Linked DNA regions of Gossypium hirsutum: region 2 is linked to region 1. Evidence: chromatin contacts called from public Hi-C data. All regions are on one chromosome and are shown on one strand. The core of a region is the stretch at or near the end of the contact, and the rest is flanking DNA. Distances in the headings are between cores, read along the strand shown. Region 1 holds the start of LOC107914377 (pentatricopeptide repeat-containing protein At4g39620, chloroplastic). Region 2 holds the start of LOC121208249 (homeobox-leucine zipper protein ATHB-6).

Region 1 (4,404 bases), core at 456-2,955:
TGGATGCTAGCACAGATTCCAAGTTCAAGGAACACAATGATATCGTGGATGTTTTTGCAAACATGGATTGCCCTGAAACTATGCATTATGGCTTGCAGTACATGTTAGAGTATAATTGGGTTAGTACTGTTATCCCTTATATATCCAAGAATCCACCATGTTTCATTTTGCTCCATGGCATTTTGATCGGATGTTTGCGAGCTGGGGACATTTTTTCTTTTCATTTCAAGGTTATAATTCTTACAGTCTTAACTCTCATACACCTTTGATTTCCAGGCTACATCATTTAGGGGAGAAGCATATGTGCCTAAGCTTTGTCGGCTAGAGAATTTCTTGGCCCTCCTAATCAGCCATACAGATTCAAAGAAGATCGAGGGGCTTGAATGTGGAGAAAACAATGCCGACGATGGCATGTGCTGCATCTGTTACGCTTCGGAAGCCGATGCACAGTTCATACCGTGTTCTCACAGGTCTTGCTATGTTTGCATAACTAGACATCTTTTAAATTGTCAAAGATGTTTCTTTTGCAATGCCACTGTCTTGGAAGTAGTCAGAACCATAGAAAACACAGTTGAAAGATAACTCAGAATCTTAAATTGTTTGAGGAAAATGGGGAAGAAAGCCAGAGAAAGTTGAAAAAAAAGTAGGTTTTTTGGTTTGTTTGTTCATATTATTGCTTATGCTTTTGTTATTAAGGATTTATATTCTTATATATATACCCTTAAAGAAGTGGCATGTAGCTAGCAAGACGGGGGGGGGGGTTGGAAAATGAGCGTCAGCAAGCCCTTTGTTTAATCCTCAGGCTGCAGTTTCAGTTGTACCTGGGAAAATAAAATTCTGGGTACACTACGCATTTTGTAGTTTGAGGGGCAGTCTTTGTAAATATGAGATGTAAATGGCAAGGAAAATAATATAAAAGAAACGAGTGCTTTTTTGGCTGATTATTATTCAACAATCCCAAATAGCATAAGACTACTAAAATAACAAATAGTATCCGACTTTTCATATTTATTTCTTCAAAAAAAAAAAAACCATTTATCTATATCTTTTATTTCCTTTGTTCGAAAGGTGGCATATTTTACCCTTGGAATCAACTCAAATAAGATTTGGCCCATTTGCTTCACTTATCATTTTCTTTATTACTTCTAATTGATTTTAGTTTAAATTTGATAATGATGTTCTACTGCTCAACTAAGAGTGAACAAATTCTAATTAAATAAGACAATTGAATCCTTTATGTGCACGCTTCAATAACATTATTATTAGTATTATCCCAAATCAAATATCTTAATTGAGCTTAAATCAAACTCCAAATTGGATTAAATTTGGATTTTGTACCGAATTTGATCGGAATACAGATATTTAGGGTGGTCGATAGGGTATCAATTCAATTACCAAAAGCTCATTGTTATCCAAACAACACATTGTTGTGGTTTTTAATGACTAATCATTTCAACCGGAGCCAGACGATATGTATCAGGACCCATAACTATTCCAATAAATATAAATTTATATAAGAACCTATCAGCTGGGATCCGTGGCGCAATGGTAGCGCGTCTGACTCCAGATCAGAAGGTTGCGTGTTCGATTCACGTCGGGTTCAAAATCCCGATTCTTTCGGATCCATTTTTTGCCCCTTAGTTTTTTGTTTGGGTAGTTTCGTCATTTACTTTCTTCCAGAAACTCCATATTTATCAAACAACCCCCGAGAAGCCCCCCCCGAGAAGCAGCTCCAAACAACGAAAGCTAAAAATAAAATGCCCCTAATTTTATCACCTTACTCTCTGCAACTCTCCACATTCCCTTCTCCTTTTAAACATAATTCTTCACCAACTAACCTATCCTCCCTCACCCAACCATGTAATCTTCCAACCCGACCCATCACACGAATATCCTGTGCTACCCGACCCAGGAGGAAAACGGGTTCTTCAAAACCTGAGGACGCCGAAGCCAAGGAACTAGTTCGGGTCTTAATGAGAAGTTTCGGCGACAAAGAGCCGTTGGTTAAGACATTGAGCAGATACGTGAGTGTTGTGAGATGCGAGCACTGTTTTCTCCTGTTTGAAGAACTCGGCAAAACTGATAAATGGCTTCAATGCCTTGAGGTTCCTTGCTCCCTTTCTCGATTTTTATTTCCCCCTTTTTGGTTCATTTTTAAGGTTTAGGGTAATTGGAATTTTGCATTTTCAGGTTGTTCTTAATACGGGTGTTCTTCGAACATTGTTTTTGGAAAAGATAAAAAAAAAAAAAAGGAAACTAAACTTATCTCGTTATATTCATAGCTGTTATAATTACAGAATGGGTTCGGGCACAATGATCTGTTAGTACTAGTAAACAGGTAAAAGCAGCAATCAAGTGGAACTTATTGAACATATGAGTTGAGAGCAAATCTTTGTGTTAGAGAATTTAAGCTTCTTAAAGTGTCCTGAATTGCTGTTGGAAGCTGGAAACTTGGATGAAGTAAATCTGTTTGACTACTTACATACTGTACCTTTCAGGTTTTCAGATGGATGCAGAAACAAAGGTGGTATATTGCCGATAATGGGGTTTATTCGAAATTGATTACGGTTATGGGAAAGAAAGGCCGAACTAGAATGGCTATGTGGCTCTTCTCTGAGATGCGTAACAGTGGTTGTCGGCCTGATTCTTCGGTTTATAATGCTCTTATCACCACCCATCTCCATTCCCGTGATAAAGCCAAAGCTTTGGACAAAGCTTTGGGTTACTTCAACAAGATGAAGGGAATTGAACGGTGTAAACCCAATGTTGTCACTTACAATATTCTTTTGAGGGCCTTTGCTCAAGCTCGAAATGTGGATCAAGTTAATGCTTTGTTTAAGGATCTTGCTGAGAGCAGTATTGCCCCTGATATATATACATTTAATGGTGTGATGGATGCGTATGGGAAAAAGGGGATGATCAGAGAGATGGAGTCTGTTCTTTCTCGGATGAAAAGCAATCAGTGTAAGCCTGATATTATTACATTTAACGTGCTTATTGATTCTTATGGCAAGAAGCAAGAATTTGATAAGATGGAACAAGTGTTTAAGAGCTTGTTGCGCTCAAAGGAGAAACCTACCCTTCCTGCATTTAATTCGATGATCATAAATTATGGCAAGGCGCGGCTTAAAGAGAGAGCTGAAAATATTTTCAAAAAGATGACTGATATGAAATACACACCAAGCTTTATCACCTACGAGAGTCTTATAATGATGTATGGATTTTGTGATTCTGTTTCTTGGGCGAGGGAAATATTTGATGAGATTGTTGACTCTGGGAAGGAAATGAAAGTTTCGACCTTAAATGTCATGCTTGAAGTTTACCGTAGAAATGGTCTACCTATGGAAGCCGATAGGCTATTTGATAAGGCAAATAACATTGGGGTGATTCCCGATTCATCGACATATAAACTTCTATATAAGGCCTACACGAAAGCTGACATGAAAGACCTTGTACAGAAGTTGGTGAAAGAAATGGAAAAAGATGGTATAGTCCCTAACAAGAGATTCTTCCTAGAGGCTCTTGAAGCCTTTGGATCTCTACCGGCTAGTCCAGATTCCGTTCGAGCCACAAGGAGTGGCAGGCCTGAGACTAATGCAAAAACTGAGGTTAAAGTAATTAATTGACTGGTTCTTTGTTTTTTGGGTCTCCTTCCAACTAAGCCTGCATCAGAGCAATGGATGGTTTTCAATTTCGGCTATATTGACTGTTTTCCCCCACAAAATGCGGCCGGTATATGTCTCAATTTGTTCTCTTATTTTCTGTTTGCATAGCAAAGCTTATACCTTATTAATGAGAATCACTTTGTGTGCTTGATTTTCCATTGATAAATATAATATTGTTTTCTAAATTGTTGACAAAGATCACAGATTTAACCATGTCATGTGTTCGATCTGCATCTTGTTGCATCATTGTTAGTGGACTAGATAGTAAGTATACTTTCAGTATAGGATCCAGTGACAACCTTCTGTGCTTGTAGTATTTGGTTCATCGTTCTTTTATGACATTGACATCTAGTTTCCTGCTGTTCAGTTTGCTATTCTCTAACTGTGTTTTTTGATAAATGCGATGTGTTGTGTTGAAATGAACTGAGAGAAGTAGTTTTTCAGACATCTTTAATTGAAATGAGCCAGATTAATTTGTTTCATATTTCAGGGCAACGAACCGATTCTTCCCTCTGGTTTAATCTGAATGCAGGCCGGTTTCAAAGGCAATGCAATAAGACAATTAATGCAGAACATTGGTCGTATTGCAGGCTTTATCCATACTCAGTTGTAGTTACAAAGAGTTCAGACAGTTGGGGTATCTTCCTCGAATCGTAAGCAGGTACTTACAGCAATTTTGTTTTGACTCTTCATTTTGCGTAAAGGATGGTTGCATCCGACATCAGTATCTAACATATAT
Region 2 (4,414 bases), core at 119-2,618, 280 kb before region 1:
GTTGTATCGATAGGTCGGACCAAGGGGTCGATAGAGACTCTAGGCCAAAACTACCTTGCATACTTGAATGCGTTCTATCAATAAAAGTTTGGGTTGTATCGGTAGAACCTAGAGTTGTACGGTAGAATTCTGTAGCCTTTTCAAAGTCTTTCCATCTTGAGTTCTACGATACTTGTCCTCCTAAGTATCAATAGAAGTCCTTCAAACTTAATTTAAGGCTTTTTAAATGTTTATCTTGTCCAACACTTTGAAAATAAGTTTAAGGACTTATAAACAATTTTTGCCAATCTAAGTAGGGGATTTTTAATATACCTTTTTGTTATATCAAAATACATGAAAAATTAGAACTAACATAATATAAACATGAAAATTTGATTTTGTTTCAATTATATGTATGAAATTTTAATTTTGATTTTTTTTATACTTTAAGAAAATAGATTCAATTATTTTTTATTAATAAATATATTTATTTATGTATACAATAATTAAACTTAAAATAGTGCCATGTGAGTAGTATGTAAAAATTGATTAAAATAAAAAATGTCATACATGCATATGTAGAAAATTAAAAATTTTGTATCACAATATATATTAATAGTGGAGAGCAAAATTCGATGTGAGTTGGGAAAATCGAAAAAAAATTAGTCTTGTAATTATCAAATCTAGTTATTTGGTTTTTTTAATCAACTCAAATAAGTAATTCAGTTTTTAGAGTTCGAATCGAGTTAAATTTTATAACTTACATAATTTGAATAACCCAAATAACAAATTGGTGTATATACCACTTGAATCCCTGTCAATTTAGAAAAATGAACAAATTAATTTCTCTCAAACAAAATTACAAAATATTTAAAATATTCTTTAAAATATTTTTATAAAAATGATAGATTTAAAAAAATTCTAAAAATTATATAAAAATTTAAATTATAAAAAAATGTTTTTTTCCCAAAATGACAAATTTAAGGCATTAAAGAATTAAATTTTCAAATCAAGATTATCATGAGGGGTATTTTGTTTTTTTTTTTCTTTTAAAATAGTTTTCAAATATATATGATTTTAAATTTATATACTCTAATTTATAATTATTTATATTGTTAATAATATTTTAATTTGATTTTTTATTTTTTAAAATTTAACTTAAAAATATTATTTAACTTAAAGTTTATTTCACTTGGGTGGATTTGAACAAATAAAATTAAAATAATAGAATAGAACTCATATACAGTAAACAAAAACATTGCATTTGGATTGAATTTTGGGTTCATTTCCATTTGCTTTGCTGATTGTACCTAACCCTAGTAAGATTCTAACCCAAATACGACCTATCTTAGTTTTATTTAAAGGTATGGGAAACTTTGCTAGCCAGCTCCTTCTAAAATCTTCTCTTTCATCTCTCTCTTTCACCTGAAAATACCTCCTCCGTCTTCTTCTTTTCACAATTTTCTTTTCTCGATGAACAGTCTTTTAGACTACTATAATTTAATTATAATGTAAAAAAAAAAAGAATTCATAATTTTATATATTTTGATTCTCATGGAAGCTTTGATTGTTGGGTATTTTAGGTTTTGTTTATTTTTCTTGTTATGTCTATTGTTGGATGGGAACTGAGAGTAAGAAAGAAACTGTGTTAAAGAAGAACAAAAATGGTGGAGAAGTTAAGACAGGACAGTGGTTGTTGTTTTCATGTTGTAAACTATTACAACTTTGTACAATTTGGTCTTGTTTTAAACAAGGCAGTTTGAGTTTCAATCTTAGTTGAATCTCTTTTAACAACAACATCCATTGAAAATCTTTTAAAGAAAAAAAAAAGATTGTTGATTTCATCATTAAGTTCATCATCAACCATGAAGAGACTTGGCAGCTCAGATTCATTGAGTGCTTTGATGTCAATCTGCCCAACTTCAGGTCTAATAAAACAAACCCAACTTTTATTACCAAAAAATAAAAGATCTTTTATGTTCATCAGCGTCTTAATTGTTGATATGTTTTGATTTGGTACAGATGAACGTAGTCCAAGAAACAACAATGTTTACAGTCGAGAGTTTCAGTCGATGTTAGAAGGATTCGATGAAGAAGGTTGTTTTGAAGAATTAACAGTCGGCCATGGCGGGGGTGCCAAGAAGAGACGATTAAGTGTGGATCAAGTGAAGGCATTGGAGAAGAATTTTGAAGTTGAAAACAAACTCGAACCCGACAGAAAATCGAAACTAGCTCAAGAACTTGGGTTGCAGCCACGACAAGTTGCTGTCTGGTTTCAAAACCGACGTGCTAGATGGAAAACAAAGCAATTGGAAAGAGATTATGGAGTTCTTAAGACCAGTTATGAATCTCTTAAGCTCAATTATAGTAACCTCCGCCATGAAAATGAAGATCTTCTCAAACAGGTAATTATTAATAACAATTATTCATTTATCTTAGTAAGACTGGGAATCTCTTTGAGTTTAATTTGTAAAGCAAAGTTGAAGGTATGAAAATGATGCAGATTAGTGAGCTGAAGGCAAAACTCATCGAGCCGCCGCCGGGTTCATCTTTGGGTACCTCATTGGAGCCGGCGGAAGTGAACTGCGAGAGCTTCAACGACGGCGGCGGCAATGGATCAGTTGGTGGTGGTGGCGACACCGTTTTCCCGGACTTGAAAGACGGATCATCAGATAGTGATTCGAGCGCTATCTTGAATGAAGAAAACAACAGCGGCGGAGACATGGAGGGGGGCAGCCCAAACAACGGGGCAGCTTCTTCACCGTCCTCCATGAATAACTGCTTCCAGTTGTTCAAAACAACGTATCAAACCCCGCAATTTGTGAAGATGGAAGAGCATGATTTCATCAGTAGTACTGCAGATGAAGTCTGCAATTTCTTTTCAGATGAACAAGCTCCAAGTCTTCAATGGTGGATCTAATCTAAATCAAACATATATGTATGTATGCAATTATGGGATTAAAGAAACGGAATGCAAGAGAATAAGGCAAACTCTCCAAGAATTTTGTCCGAAGAAGAAGAAGAAGAAGAGAGAAATTAATGGGTTGAAGTGGAGGCGGTAGAAGTTGAATTCAATACCCAATAGGTGGCGAGTGGCCAGTGCGGCGGTGCACGCGGTGGGCGAATGATTAGGTCGTAATTGGAAGCTTCTTTTTTTTTTACTGTTCTTCTACTGTAAATGGAAAAATCTCCAAAATCCATCAGAGGAAAAGTAAAGCTTTTTTTCCTTCTAATGGTGAAAAAGCTGAAAAAAAAAATAAAGTAGATCATCAACATCATTTCCCTTAGAAAGTTGAAAATTTTAGGGCAGACATTTACCCGTTATCTCCAATTCAGAAACCTTAATATTATAATTATACCACTATTGCTCCCTTTTTCATGACACCAAATTCTTGGATTCCTCATCTCACAACTTAAACAATTGAGATAAATTTAACCTGGATTTGATTTATTTAATTCAGGTTACATAGCTAAGTTATCATTAAATTACAGTTAAAATATATTAATTTTACTATTCTTACATCCTGAAAATTGGGTTAGAAAAAAATAAGTTAGTGAAATTAAGAATGATCACATCTTGATTTTTTAAATTATGGTTGTGAAAATCATGTAAAATAATTTAATTTGGTTTAGTGGTTAGATATTGTGCTTGTTTATGAGAGGTTTTGGATTCGAATCATTTTCCTTAAATTATGTTAACCTTGGTTGTTTTGGCTTAAAATTAATTTTCACTCAACTTGTGTCAAGAGTGAGCCTGTTCGTTTAATAGTAAAGTGTTGGCTTACTCATTGATCTTATGTTTGAATCCCTATATGAGCAAATGGCAATATTTTTGCAATTTCTTACTGTGCTGCCCATTTGTTGGAGTTTGGATTAAATTTAAACTATTGAAAGTCTAATAAGTTATCAGAAAATCGGATAGATAATATGAGTATTTTTTTTATTTTCTATTTTTGTAATTCCTAAAAAGAAATTGCTTTGTTGGGCATGTTCACTCAGTCTCTCCTCTTCTCACTTTTCGTGTTTTCTTTTCCCCTTTCTATTGTTGTTTGTTTGATCCTTCTCAAGTCCCTATACTTGATTTTTTTTATTTTCCAATTATTGCTTCAATAATCTTTTCTTGATAGCAATTGTTACTCCATCGTGTGTTGTATGTGTTTTGATTTCATTTGATGAAAGTTAGTGCCATATTTGGTTTTGAACGATTTAAAGAGTGTGGAATAAGGAATGTGTGCTAAGATTTGTGCTTGTTTTCATGGTTTTGGCATTAGTTGTTATCTTCTTTATGTGATACAATTTTGGCCACTTTGAAATCATTCGTTTAGGCGAGGTTGGTAAATCACACAACTTACCTCTAATGAATTACGAGTTTTAAGGGACTGTCATGTTCGTTTGGGTAAGTGATTGGTCACAAAAAGGATAAATTCTACTTTGT

The links. A called contact is a pair of places that touch in the nucleus more often than the background predicts.
Region 2: a contact with region 1 is called in a Hi-C map of leaf, with 2.1 times the contacts expected there. The contact joins the promoter of LOC121208249 here to the promoter of LOC107914377 in region 1. A contact is called at or near these places in 3 of 34 Hi-C or Micro-C datasets (all in leaf).

The regions. Positions count from the first base shown.
Region 1 is chrA10:16,199,881-16,204,284 of Gossypium_hirsutum_v2.1, reverse strand. It overlaps LOC107914377 (pentatricopeptide repeat-containing protein At4g39620, chloroplastic), which reads left to right and starts at 1,705. Exons shown (of 3, transcript XM_041078791.1): 1 at 1,705-2,105; 2 at 2,499-3,732; 3 at 4,256-4,404. The coding sequence starts at 1,758. The coding sequence ends at 3,626. LOC121208246 (E3 ubiquitin-protein ligase RKP) reads left to right here. Exons shown (of 11, transcript XM_041078789.1): 10 at 1-119; 11 at 277-939. The coding sequence ends at 582. It overlaps TRNAW-CCA (transfer RNA tryptophan (anticodon CCA)), which reads left to right and starts at 1,532; the gene lies at 1,532-1,603.
Region 2 is chrA10:16,484,109-16,488,522 of Gossypium_hirsutum_v2.1, reverse strand. LOC121208249 (homeobox-leucine zipper protein ATHB-6) reads left to right here and starts at 1,368. Exons shown (of 3, transcript XM_041078795.1): 1 at 1,368-1,905; 2 at 2,002-2,384; 3 at 2,483-3,335. The coding sequence starts at 1,845. The coding sequence ends at 2,899.